Linked DNA regions of Sus scrofa: region 2 is linked to region 1. Evidence: chromatin contacts called from public HiChIP or PLAC-seq data. All regions are on one chromosome and are shown on one strand. Each heading gives the region's core, a stretch centred on a gene start, on an enhancer-like site or on the middle of the called end of the contact. The rest is flanking DNA. Distances are from core to core; before and after follow the strand shown. Region 1 has its middle 83 kb from the start of DOCK10. Region 2 overlaps NYAP2 (neuronal tyrosine-phosphorylated phosphoinositide-3-kinase adapter 2).

What was found. HiChIP or PLAC-seq counts read pairs in DNA pulled down with a chosen protein or histone mark.
Region 2: an H3K27ac HiChIP or PLAC-seq map of alveolar macrophages shows a contact between it and region 1. The contact joins two enhancer-like sites. A contact is called at or near these places in 1 of 5 promoter capture datasets (liver), 18 of 47 Hi-C or Micro-C datasets (alveolar macrophages, brain, embryonic fibroblasts and 12 more) and 1 of 2 datasets of contacts at active chromatin or transcription factors (alveolar macrophages).

What each region holds. Positions count from the first base shown.
Region 1 is chr15:126,791,052-126,797,753 of Sscrofa11.1, reverse strand. No RefSeq gene overlaps it. Among named protein-coding and RNA genes, the nearest start is that of DOCK10, 83 kb to the right of the region's middle. Within about 2 kb of position 4,328, at least 1 of the 83 cell types and tissues checked has an H3K27ac peak or open chromatin away from gene starts, as enhancers often do. A contact at or near this core is called in alveolar macrophages, where this site is marked.
Region 2 is chr15:127,229,044-127,235,585 of Sscrofa11.1, reverse strand. The region is part of intron 6 of NYAP2 (neuronal tyrosine-phosphorylated phosphoinositide-3-kinase adapter 2); the gene reads right to left. Among named protein-coding and RNA genes, the nearest start is that of NYAP2, 200 kb to the right of the region's middle. Within about 2 kb of position 4,500, at least 3 of the 83 cell types and tissues checked have an H3K27ac peak or open chromatin away from gene starts, as enhancers often do. A contact at or near this core is called in alveolar macrophages, where this site is marked.

The sequences.
Region 1 (6,702 bases), core at 3,079-5,578:
AGTGTCTCAAGCTTTAGTGCCTCAAGACCACCCTGAGTTTTTCAAGTTATCCCTGGACAGCCACGAGCTAACAATCAAGCCAAATGAAGATCTTATGACCTGGTCCTCTCAGTCCAGTGCAAGACTATCCTTGTAATGGATTTGCGTGGCTTTCTGAAAGCCTTACCTCCCCATTTCTGCTCCCTGTACCTTTGTCCTTCATGAGCATCAGGCCACAATCAACCACCTCTCTCAACTTCTGCTTCTGGAGAAGGCAAATTGATACAGTAGCCTATCAACAGAACACCCAGACATGCATAATAATAATTTAAATGAATCATCTGTAATATTTTTGCTCATGTTTAATCATAAAGTCATACCTTTACATTAAATAAAACTTCTTGCTGTATAGTTGTACTATCATGATATGAGTAGAATATAATACATTCAACTACATTTTACTTGATTTATTAATTTTAAACATTTAGGCAAATAGTATATATCTATCTCTATTCGTGCTCTTTTTCTCGACACATTAAATATTAGGGCTGGAGTTCCCATCATGGCTCAGTGGTTAACGAACCTGACTAGCATCCATGAGGATGCAAGTTTGATCCCTGGCCTTGCTCAGTGGGTTAAGGATTTGGCGTTGCTGTGAGCTGTGGTGTAGGTCGCAGACGTGGCTCAGATCCTGCATTACTGTGGCTGTGTTGTAGGCTAGCGGCTACAGCTCTGATTGGACCCCTAGCCTGGGAACCTCCATACACCATGAGTGTGGCCCTAAAAAGTCAAAAAGACAAAAATAAATAAATAAAAATAAAACAAATATTAGGGCTGAGTGGGTCTTCAAGAGAGAAGGGGCGGCAATATTAGCAATAATTACATTACAAAGAGAATTCAGGCACTCCTCAATGTCTTTTGTCATATTTTATAGATGGTTTACCTTCTTTCAGTCACACTCCATCCTCAGAAAAGACTCAGACTACCAGTCACATCAGAAATAACTTTCTGCGAAGCTCCAGGCAAAGAAAGCTGCATAGGGGATTGATTCAGAAATGCCTCATCTTATTAATGAATCTGAATTTAGTGGGAAATTACTTCATGCCTTCCACTATGACAGATGCTGGGAGCAGCAGAAGATGTGTGAATCACAGCATTTAGACCACAAAAAAAAAAAAAAAAAAAAGTCTTACAATCTGGCTTTAAAGAAAATATTCTGAAAAGTTAACCAAGGTGTCAATGACCCAGGAGGGAGGTGATACTCCAGCCTTGAGTATCATTATACAGAGCACATGTGAAAACTCACCTTCTGAACTTTAGTCATTCCTTGCATAACTCAGCATAATGCATCACATAATCAGATAAGATGTGATGGGCGTAGACCCGCTTTGGTGCCTTCCAAACAATGCTTTCTCCTTTTCCAAATCTGTTGCGAGGCCCCACTCTTATTCTTAGGAGAAGTAGGCTTCAGACGGCATGAGTGAAACCTTCTCTCAGTCACCCTGACACAGTCTCCATATTAATCTTCTCGGGAATGAAAAGGAATTTGTCTCCACAGATGATTCAAGCCCTTTACAGGAAAGGTTGTAGGTAATGGCCTCTTTTTGCTGATGCAGTCATCCTTTTTTCAGAGATGAGCTCTTAGTTATCTCACAGTAAGTGAATTAAGATTTGAAGCCCCTTTCATTAAAGCAACCAAATAGCATCAGTGTCCAGTCGGTACCAAGCCCTGTTTCTAACAGCTCCTTCACCAGTGCCTCACCACCACCCTGCCAAGGAGCATGCACTGAAGGCTCTTATTAAGAATTCCTTTATTCCTTTTGCCCAGTCTCCACAGGCTCCCCATATAATTTATAAATATTCCTCAAATTTACATCTAAATATGACATCATAAGACCTTCTATTTTGATTCACAAAACATCCAGTGAATGATTTTTTTTTTTATGGCCCCACCCACAGCACGTAGAGGTTCCTGGGCTAGGGATCCAATCAGAGCTGCAGTTGCCGGCCTACGCCACAGCCACAGCAACGCGGGATCTGAGCCACGTCTGCGACCTACGCTACAGCTCATGGCAACACAGGATCCTTAACCCATTGAGCAAGGACAGGGATCAAACCCACAACCTCATGGTTCCTAGTTGGATTCCTTTCTGCCGCGCCATGATGGGAGCTCCCCCAGTGAATGATTTTTTTGATGCAAACTAAAAAGTGCTGCAATCATCATTCTCCGTTTTTTTCCCACTCTTTTGAATTCATAGGAGGGTCAGAGACCATAATAGGAGTTTTCAGAAAGGGTGGTTGCATTTCCTGAGTAGACCTCTCTCTGCCTTCGATCATATTCTTATATAGTCATTCAGGGAAAGGGGAAGGAGCAGTAAAAGTATTTAAAGACACCAAATAATTTACGATACACTGTATCCCATTAAGCTGGAACACTACACATCAGTGAAATTTAGAAGCTTTTAGGCTGAAATCTAAAACAAAGTAACATGATATACTTGAACGATCCCAGCTCCTGAACCCAGGTATAGAGTAGATGTACAAATTTCAAAGTTTTTAATCCATATTTATCCCATTATAAATTGGGCAGTTAACCTTCATTCAACAGAATTGTGAAGTTCTATGATATGATACAAAAATGTCCAACCTAACAGCTAATATGAAATAGTAGTTGCAATTAGGAGCAATGATAACTTGACTGTACTAAGCCATAGGCATCATGTTAAATGCTTTTCACCCTCATCACATTTAACCTAAAAAGAGCCTTATGAGGTAGGTGTGCTTATTTTCCTCAGATTGTCAGATAAAATCCAGGACGCCCTGTTAAATTTGAACATAACACGCCATGCAGTATCTGAGGCATACACTAAAAAAACTCATTGTTTATGTGAATTCGAATTCGATGGAGTGTTCCGTATTTTTATTTGCTTAAATCTGACAGCTCTCTATTTTTCCCATCAGATGATTAGACACAGATTTCTCGAACACACTTACTTGCCCAGGATCACAGAGCCGGTAAATTGCCGAAACGGGATTTGACTCTGTCAGAGTATCTTCAGAGCCAGGGTGCTGAAACCCTAAACCCTCCCTCCACGGACCTCATTCCTATCAGACACAGCAGTAATAAAGTCAAGTGGCCCATGGAGTTCCCGGCGTGGCGCAGTGGTTAACGAATCCGACTAGGAACCATGAGGTTGAGGGTTTGGTCCCTGGCATCGCTCAGTGGGTTGAGGATCCGGTGTTGCCACGAGCTATGGTGTAGGTTTCAGACGCGGCTCCAATCCCGCATTGGCCGGTGGCTACAGCTCTGATTAGACCCCTAGCCTGGGAATTTCCATATGCCGTGGGAACAGCCCTAGAAAAAGACAAAAAGACAAAATAAATAAATAAAGTCAAGGGGCCCAGATAATTCTTCACTCTTAGATTGCCCGAAGAGTGAGTCTCTGCTCTTCCTACTCTGGGATTCCTGATTTCTGGGATTCCAGTGGGAATCTAGACAGTCATGCCAAGGAGTATATAATATGAGAGATCAAGTGAAAAAGCTTCTGTGATGTTCATTATTTACATTGATTTGACCAAGACCAACGGGAAGAGCTGGTGGCCAGCCATGTAAGGAAACTCTTTACTCTTGACCTCTTCCTCCAATTTCCTGTCATGTGCTCCAGCTTTATGAGCGTTATCAAATATGTCCAACGCCATCGCCAGCTATGTTATTAAATAATAGTACCAGATTCCAAACGACTTCGTATACTTATCAATAAAATTGATCTGGAATATTCTTTGGTTTTAAGAAACACAGCAAGAGCCAAAAACACTTAGCAACTATTTTTTTTTTTAATTCATCTTAGGTGGTTCCATCCTAATCCTTGCCCAATGCTAAAGACCACAAAAGAGATGTATCTGAAAATCTTTCTCAGCTAAACTGGCTTGAATGACAGAGGCAACGTGTCTTCTCTGGGTTCAATCTTTCTGTTACACCTCAAAAAAGCAATCTTTGGAGAGGAGGAGAATTAAAAAATGATATTTTGCTAAATGTGATACTTACTACAATTGCTGAGTCTACCGTAAATTCCCCTTTGACTCTTCCTTGTTCATTTTACCTTTCACTTTTGCTCAGGGAAATAAGCCTAAGGGTGCACCCCGCCTTCCATGGCAGGTGGAAACAGCCAGGACTTGAAGACTTCCTCCATGATGGAGAAGCTTAAGCCATTAATGCAGGTGGTTTCCCTAACCTTGAAGGGAATGTGAAAATCACTGCTAATCACAAAGGGGAAACAGCCATGTGTCCCACCCTCCCAGACCATATGTCTTTTGCTAGAGGCAAAACCACAAGCTAAAACCACCACAGATATTTCTGCCTTCCTTTCCTACAAATTTAAGTAACTTCTCAAGAATTGGCTTGTGTTGAAACAGCACTTTAACCTCATAAACAATTGCATAAGCGTTAGATAGATGTTACATTGTCTGAGAAGTCAGTTGTGCCCCCAGGCACACTGAGATGCCTTATTTGTTTTGAGCCATTGACAATGAGAACATAGATGGGAGTCCTGAGGACTGAGGTCTCTTCCTGCTGACCCCTGGGCCTTTTTATATAATCGTGGACAAATCATTTCCAGGAATTTCTCAGGAGTGTGTATACCCATATGCAACATGCATATATTTTCTCTTTTTTTTTGTCTTTTTGCTATTTCTTGGGCCGCTCCCGCGGCATATGGAGTTTCCCAGGCTAGGGGTCGAATCAGAGCTGTAGCCACCAGCCTACGCCGGAGCCACAGCAATGCGGGATCCGAGCCGCGTCTGCAACCTACACCACAGCTCACGGCAACACTGGATCCTTAACCCACTGAGCAAGGGCAGGGACCAAACCCGCAACCTCGTGGTTCCTAGTCGGATTCATTAACCACTGAGCCACGACGGGAACTCCCTGCATATATTTTCTAATGTATGTGTCGTGGGTTGAATTGTGTTCCCCCAAAAGGGCGCCCTGAAGTCCTCACCCTCAATACCTGTAACTGAGACCTTACGTGAAAAGACTACAGATGGAATCAACGTAAGATGAGGTCATACTGGATTAAGATGGTCCCTAAACACAATGACTAGTGCTCTTATAAGGAAGAAATGCAGAGACACACAAAGAGGGAAGAAGGCAGAGACTGGAGTTATGCTGCCACAAGACAGGGGATACCGCACATCTCTGGCAACCACCAGAAGCTAGAAAAGGCAAAGGAGAGATACTTCCTTGAACCCTTCAGAGAGCACTTGGCCCTGGGACACCTTGATTTCAGACCTTTGGCCTCTAGAACTCTAAGAGGATAAATTTCTGTTGCTTTAGGCCACCCAGTTTGTGGCAATTTGTCTTGGCAGCCCCAGGGAACTATTCAATATGCACATATGCACACATAAAGTATAGGTGAAAAAGAAGATTAGGGTGGGATGCAGAAAAGCCATAAGAAAAACTGTCTCTGTCTCCCAGTTTTACAATATAATTGAGAGACTAGGTTAAGTTCACAAAATGGCCAGCCAGCAACTGCAGGGCAACATAGCACCACATGCCCAATTTTATGGGATGTGTTAGAACGATCAAGTATGAAATCAAGTCTTTAAATGGAAGGATGAGGTTGGTGCGTTGGAAGACCTAAAATTTCAAGTGCTTCTTAAACAGCTTTGAGCCCCACAGGGGCCCAAAGACCAGACCAAGATATGTTCTCTTGAAGCCAGAAACGCCCCGCACCCAATATGAAAGAGAACACCCACTATCCCTCTACCTGCAGGGCAAGCTGCACTCCCCTGTGTCCTAAATTTCATAGTTTCACATCTCTGCCAGCCCCCACAATTGTTCAGACAAGCCAATCACACCCCCAGAGGCACCAGGTACCCCACTCTCCTGCCATTGCAGAGCCCACCCCCACAACCTCCCCAGGTTCACTCTGTTCCCAAAGGCAATGATCACATGGCCCTCTATGGTGACTTTTGTCCTTCTCCTGGGGGCTGTGAGTATATGTGACTATTAAACTGCTCTCAGTTTCATCTGCCTGGTGTCAAGTGTCCTGTGCCCAGCAGTCCCTAAGGCCTTCAGGTAAGAAGCCCTCCTTCTCCAAGGAGATGGAGAGGATGCCAATAAAACAGTTAGGAAAGTTCATTCATTAGGGGCAACAAAAGAGCCCTAGATTAGGTACAATTGAGCTGGATTTGGGGGGGGAAGTACATAGCAATTAGAGAAGAAAATATGGGAAAATACAGATGTATAAAAAAAGAGATTACCAAATTTTAAACAGAGGCATTCACTTCATCACTGGAGTGAGCAAAGGATCACCTTTCCCCCGTAGGAGTGATTGGGCTGAAAGAGTACTGAGAACCCATGAATAACACTTGGAGACAGAATGTAAGGCAGAGACCCAAGACCAATGGAATTCTTTGCTTTTGTGGGGGGTAGGGGCAGGGAGGGTGCCTAGGGGTTGCCACAGCTTGTGGAAATGTCAGAACTTTAACGCACTAAGAGAGGCCAGGGATGGAACCTGCATCCTCATGGATACCATGTCAGGTTCTTAATCCACTGAGCCACAATAGGAACTCCAAATTCTTTTGAAATGAGGTTTCCCACACCATACTTACACATTAAAAGTGACTGAAACTAAGAACTATTAGAGAAATGAATTCAGCCTTTTCAGTGGAGATACATGAATTTTCTTTGATCTTTATATAGCTTTCAGAATTCTAAAAACA
Region 2 (6,542 bases), core at 3,251-5,750, 440 kb before region 1:
AAAGAAGGAAGCAAGTGTTAAAAAGTGAATTATTTCTATATTTCTCATTAAAAAAACCTTTTCCTCCACTTCTTCATCTTTCCCAAAATTCCAGTACGAATTAAAATTAAAAAAAAAAAAAAATCAAGATGCGGGAAACTGCAATCTCTGTCTTGGACAAGAGATGGCAGTGCAAACACACGTTGATAGTCTGCTCTGCTTACAGGCTTTCAGCACTCTAGTTGTTGTGCTAGCATAAATCAGATATACCCTTCTTTTCTGTAATGTCGTCTATGTCTTTTCACAGACTCAGAAAGGGAATTCTTTGCGGATACTGGTGGTGCGGGGGACCCACGGGGCCTTTCCAACTGCCAAGTGAGAGCAATGTCAGAGCCCACCCCTCACAGAGAGAGCAGAGGGTAGGGTCATATTTCCTTTTAGACAAGGAGCTGGCTGTCACAACTCAAGCCAGCAAATTGTCGTGATTCTCAAACCAGATTAATCTACTGAGAGACAAGTAAGATGAAGGTAGTGTCTGCATTATCTGAATTGTTGCCTAGTTATTTTTTTCCCCCCAAGGGAATCAAACAGAAAGTAGATGGAAATTCAGAATTTCTCTCACAAGAATGAAATCGCTATCAAGTTGTATTCGTTCCAGAAGCATTCAGGGTATCTGAATAGTATAGAGCATCATGGTCTATGCATGTATTTAGCAGAAATTAAGTTAAGGGACTGTGTGTGTGTGTAAACTCACACATGTAATTATGTATAGAATATAATAATTTATCTGACTACAAATCAGATCACATAAGACCCAAGCTTAAAACACATAGGTAGCTGTAGATACACAAACACACACACACACACACATATCAGTTAATATCACCAAATTCTACTGCTCGCATAGATTTAACCAATCATCCTGCTGGAAAAAAAAAAAAAAGAAATGGGAAAAGGAATATTAATAATTCAGACAAAACTCTACAAACTACTGGAGCACAGTCCAGTGTCCTTTCTTCCTGAATCAGGGTGAATGATGCTCTCTTACTGTAAAAAAGCAAGCACTATCTTAAGCGAACAGAGGGTCCTTGAAGGCAGAGGTTATCTGTCATCCCCTCACAGGGTGCTGTTCAAAACAGGTGTTTCCACAAGCTTACTGGATGAGTAAATGGCCAAACTCAAGAAAGACAAGCATCCATAATACTGCTATTTTATTAGGAGAAAAAAAGCACATGTATGATATGGTTTCTCAGGTACTCAGGAATGAATTTTTAGATCTATCAAAACAATCAGTTATCAACAACTCTCAGTCACGAGAACAGAAGAATTTCATGGGCTAGGGAGCAGAGAGAACACTTCTTTGAATTTATGAGCCAGGTTATTTGGGACATTGCATTTATCTTCCTAATCCTGTCTCCCGTAGCTTAGCTGGCTTTGTAATCCTGATGCCTGAGTTTAAAATCCGAACGTGGCCTCCTGTCATTTTTAGGTAAGACTCAGGTCCTGAAGGCGGCCAGTGCAGCATCACCCTGGCGGGCTTCTCCTGGAAGCCACTCTCCCACACACACCCTAGAGTCACAGGATCGTCATGCCTCCTGGGTCTTCTCCCTGGATTGTACCTGCTCCTGAATCACCTGCAGCATCAGTTCTCAAGTGATTAGGATGCTACACACCAACCATAAGAGGAAGCATAGTGTCATTTTCCTTGGAGGTTTTGTAGCTTGCAATTACATTTTTTTTTCAGATGCACCCCCAGGAAATGGAAGTTTCCAGGCTAGGGGTCATATTGGAGCTGCAGCTGCAGGCCTATGCAACACCAGCCATGGCAACATCAGAGCCAAGCTGCATCTGCAACCTATGCCATAGCTCACGGCAATGCCAGATCCTTAACCCACTGAGCGAGGCCAGGGATTGAATCTGAGTCCTCATGGACACTGTGTCACATCCTTAACCCTGCTGAGCCACAATGGGAACTCCTGCAACTATATTTTTAATTTTTGTGATGAATAGCAATCTCCCCTACTGGAGCATGCTCAGTGCTTGATAACTTTGTATTGGAAAAAAACAGCAGCATGAATGTATGGATGAATAGATGAATGAATTATTGAGCATGAAGGTGGAAGTAGGGAAACTCAACCCAATTAAATTATGAGAAGAGAGCTCTACTACAGGTCAGAAACCTGAAATCCCTTTTTTTCTTTTTGGTCTTTTAGGGCCACACCCGCAGCAAATGGAGGTTCCCAGACGAGTGGTCCAATCAGAACTGTGGCCACTGTCCTACCCCAGAGCCACAGCAATGCTGGACCCAAGCCATGTTTGCGACCTACACCACAGCTCACAGCAACTCCGGATCCTTAATCCACTGAGCAAGGCCAGGGATGGAACCCACATCCTCATGGATGCCAGTCGGGTCCCCTAACCACTGAGTCATGATGGGAACTCCTGAAATCCATTTCTTAATTTGAATCTACTACTTATCAATGAGCCTGGGCCATTTAATTGATTTCTTGTGAGCTGCAATCTAAATAATCAGATCATAACACCAACCTACAGCTGTATGGGTTTTTGTGAAGATCAAATGAAACAGCACTTATTTTAAAAGCTAACACATGGTATTTAAACTTAAAGAACTATTTTAAATGGGTGACAGATAATCAACAAGGGTGATATACTTAAATTCCATAATTCAGGCTAAATATACTTTGCAATAATCTTAAAGAAAATTTTGTAATTACATCAGATTCTGGGTTTTTTTTTTTTGGCTCTCTGAATCCATGGCATATGAAAGGTCCTAGGCCAGGGACAGAACCCAACCTGCAGCTGTGACCTACACCACAGCGGTGGCAATACTAGATCCTTAACCCACTGTACCACAGCAGGGACTCCCTGGTTTGTCTGATTTTTTTTTTTTTTTAACCTGTGGATTTATTTAACTATTAATTTGAACACAGAAGACCTCAAAATCCTTTGGCTCCTTCAAGTCACAGAAAGTCTTATTGAACTAATATTTTAAGTGCCTAGTTCCTTACATTAGTTATAATTTTGAACTTTATTTCAAGAAAGCCCTTCTCTCCTGGCCATTTAGGCCTGTTCCTGGCACAGAGTCTTTCTCTTTGTCTGCCTCCAGGTTCTTAGCCCTGTACCCTCTGCTTGGTTCCTACCATGTCTGCCCCCAGGAGGGTGGACGTAGGAGGAAGGAGAGGTGAGGCGCTAGGAAAGGTCTTTTTGCTAGGCATTGGCATGGGCTGTGGTGTCTCACACTCTGGCATAGCAGGGAAGGACAGAGAGGTGAACACTCTTCTTGGTGTGCTTTCCTGAGTACCCTGAAGGCCACCTCTCACCAGAAGATCTGGTGTTGGCTCAGTGGTCCTCCTGTGGATGGACCTTGCCCTGTCCTGCAGAGTCCTTGCCACTCCGGGCAGTCACGTGACCTCAGCTATCCAAGGTTTTTCTCCATGGCCTCATCCAGTCCATGGGAAACACACCTTACTCACCTCTTCAACTTGTCATCAGTGGCTGGAGACTTACTTGCCAAGCAGTTATCTGCTCTGTGTCCCTAGGCTATCCAGCTAACCTCCCGTACTTCTTCTTCTTCTTTTTGAAATGGTGTCCCTTCAATGACTAGAAACAAATCACAAGATTGCAAGATTTCCATGTGGTCCCATGAAAGTCTCTCTCTCTTGATGTTTCATTGGGGAGTGTGGGGGGGGCATTTCTCCCTTCTCATCCCTCCTCAATAAGAAATAGATGTTCACCTCTCTCTCTTTCTCTCTCTCTCTCTCTCTCTCTCTCTCTCACACACACACACACACACACACTCACACAGGTTATTTCAAAGTCTCTCTCATAGCTGGTTTCTAGCCTCTCCACCTCTAACCCCTCTCCTAGGATAGAGAAGAGTTCAGTTAAGAACAATGACAGTCACTTTGAACACCTTCTTTCCAAGGTCTGTTTCTGTGCTCTGGCTTTTTGCCTTGGAACCCGAGAGGCATCACCCCCCATCATTTCATAATTAGCTGGCCGAATTTTATACCCTGCTTGTTCATGTTCAAACCCCAGAAAGACACACGTTGCCCATTTAAAATGGTTAAGACCAAGTTCTCCTTTTCTGGTTGTTTCTTAAATCCATAACACCAGTATCAGGAGAAATGCAAATAAAACTGTTTCTCTGGTGAACACAAATTCTAGCAGCCAGGAGTCCTAGTTTTCCGCAGAGAAATAAAAGCAAGGCAATTAGGGATATGCCTTACACCACTCTCCAAAGACTCTCCAAGGGAGAATTCTGTTATGTGTTTACTACTAGAATTCAGAAAAGGAGAGTTCAACTCTAGAGTGTGAAATTAGTGAGCAGAATCTAGCAACCGAGCTGGCCAGTATTCCCTGAGGAATAACCCAGTACCCAATTAGAACTAGGAAGGAGCAGATGCAGAGAACTGAGTTCTGGTGCCTGAGCCAATAGTAAAGAATGACAGCCTGGAGGATCATAGATGCAGAAAGCCCACAGCTGCCTGCGGCTGTTGCGGAGCCAAGCAGGAAGTTAGTCAATACCCCACAGCAAAGCCCGAATGACAGTGGGGACCTGAATTCTACCAGACTGGTTTGCACTTCCTATTGCATAATAAAAATGAATGTCACGGAACTCATAGTCTCCATCAAGACACAGGCTCCTCACAGGAAACTATAACAGCCAAAGGCGATGCTTTGAGAAGTGGGGTGGTGGAGCAAAAGATGGGAGAGTGGGTTTTCACTTATTTCTTCGACTTTTTTTCAATGAGAATGCTGAACTCATATAATAATAATAATGGTAATAAATTATTTCCATTTAAGGGAAATGAACAAAACTGACACAATGGCTAAACTCATTGAGTTAAAATGACACTCACTTGGTTTTGTTCTTAGTCCATAGATCAGGTGGATGGTTCTTCTGGGCTGGACTGAGCTCACTCATGCACCCATGGTTGGCTGTGGGTCAGGTAGGTGTCCCTGCTATTTCTTGCTGCACTTTCTAACGTGTTTGGGGGTTGGCTGGCTAAAGGCTAAGGACTCTTGGCTTTCTTCCATATGTATCTTATTTTCCAAGAGGCTAGCTCAAGTTTGTTTACATGGTGGAGTAGGGTTGGAAAAAGCAAGTGGAAGCATTCATGGCCTCTTGAGGCTAAGGCTCAGAACAGATACAAGGTCACTTCCATTGCATTTGATGGGTCAATGGAAGATGCAAAGCCAAGCCAGATTTAGGGCATAGGAAAGAGACCTCACTTCTTGATAAGGAGCTATTAAAGCACTTTACAAAGAACACAGATACAGGAGGAGGAGAATGATTGGGAATAACTGGGACAACTACAGCATGCCAGAAGTCCCTGGCCACATGAAAAATACAGAAGAGGGAGAAGAGGATAGGGTTTGGGAATTATGTTGCCATATTAAAATGTTTACTACTGATCAGGTTCTAAAAGTTTACCTTTTTCATCCACACTTCTGGGAGCGACCTGTAGAGAACACGCTATCTATCCCCTCTTAATTGCCTGGTTTTTACTTGTCATGCTGGCACAAAATTTAATACCACTTTTTCCAAGAAGCCTGTCTGAATGACAGTGAATAAATCATATGATCGGGTCCAGCATGTCCCCCCATAACATTCATAAGAAATCTGGTATTTTATTCTCTGTTTTCTCTGCTGGACCAGGAGCTCTGGGAGGGTGGGATCTGGTCTACCACATTTACCTTGTGCCCCTTGCACCCCCAGCACCTAGTTCCTGCATGACACAGGATAGATGCTCAATAAATTTTTGTTAAATAAACACAATGGAGGCGTTCCTGTCATGGCGCAGTTGAAACGAATCCGACTAGGAACCATGAGGTTGCGGGTTCAGTCCCTGGCCTCACTCAGTGGATTAAGGATCTGGCATTGCCATGTGCTCTGGTGTAGGTTGCAGATGCGGCTCAGAGCCGGCGTTGCTGTGGCTGTGGCGTAGGCCAGCAGCTACAGCTCCTATTTGACCCCTAGCCTGGGAACCTCAATATGCTGTGGGTGCGGCCCTAAAAAGACAAAAAGACCAAAAAAAAAAAAAAACCACAATGGGAATGAATATCTGAATTAAGAGATGAATGAGGAGCTCCCCAGTGGCCTTGCAGTTAAGAATCCAGCATGGTCACTGCTGTGGCTCAGGTTTGATCCCTGACTCAAGAACTTCTGCATGCTGTGGGTGCAGCCAGAAAAAAAACACGATGGATACATGTCAAGTTGAGTTTTTATTAAAGAAACCTGTACATCTGCAGATGTTGATATTTTCTTGTTATTCGCATATCCTTGCTAACGTGGTTTTAAATCCCATTCGTTGTTACCAAGCAGAAAAGAAACACTGTGAGGAATGAAGATTACTTCTCCAGGAGTTCCCGTTGTGGCTCAGCAGTTAACGAAACCAACTAGGATCCATGAGGATGCAGGTTCAATCCCTGGCCTTGCTCAGAGGGTTAAGGATCTGGCATTGCTGTGGGCTGTGGTGTGAGCTGTGGTGCAGATCGAAGATGTGGCTTGGATCCTATGTTGCTGCAGCTGTGGCGTA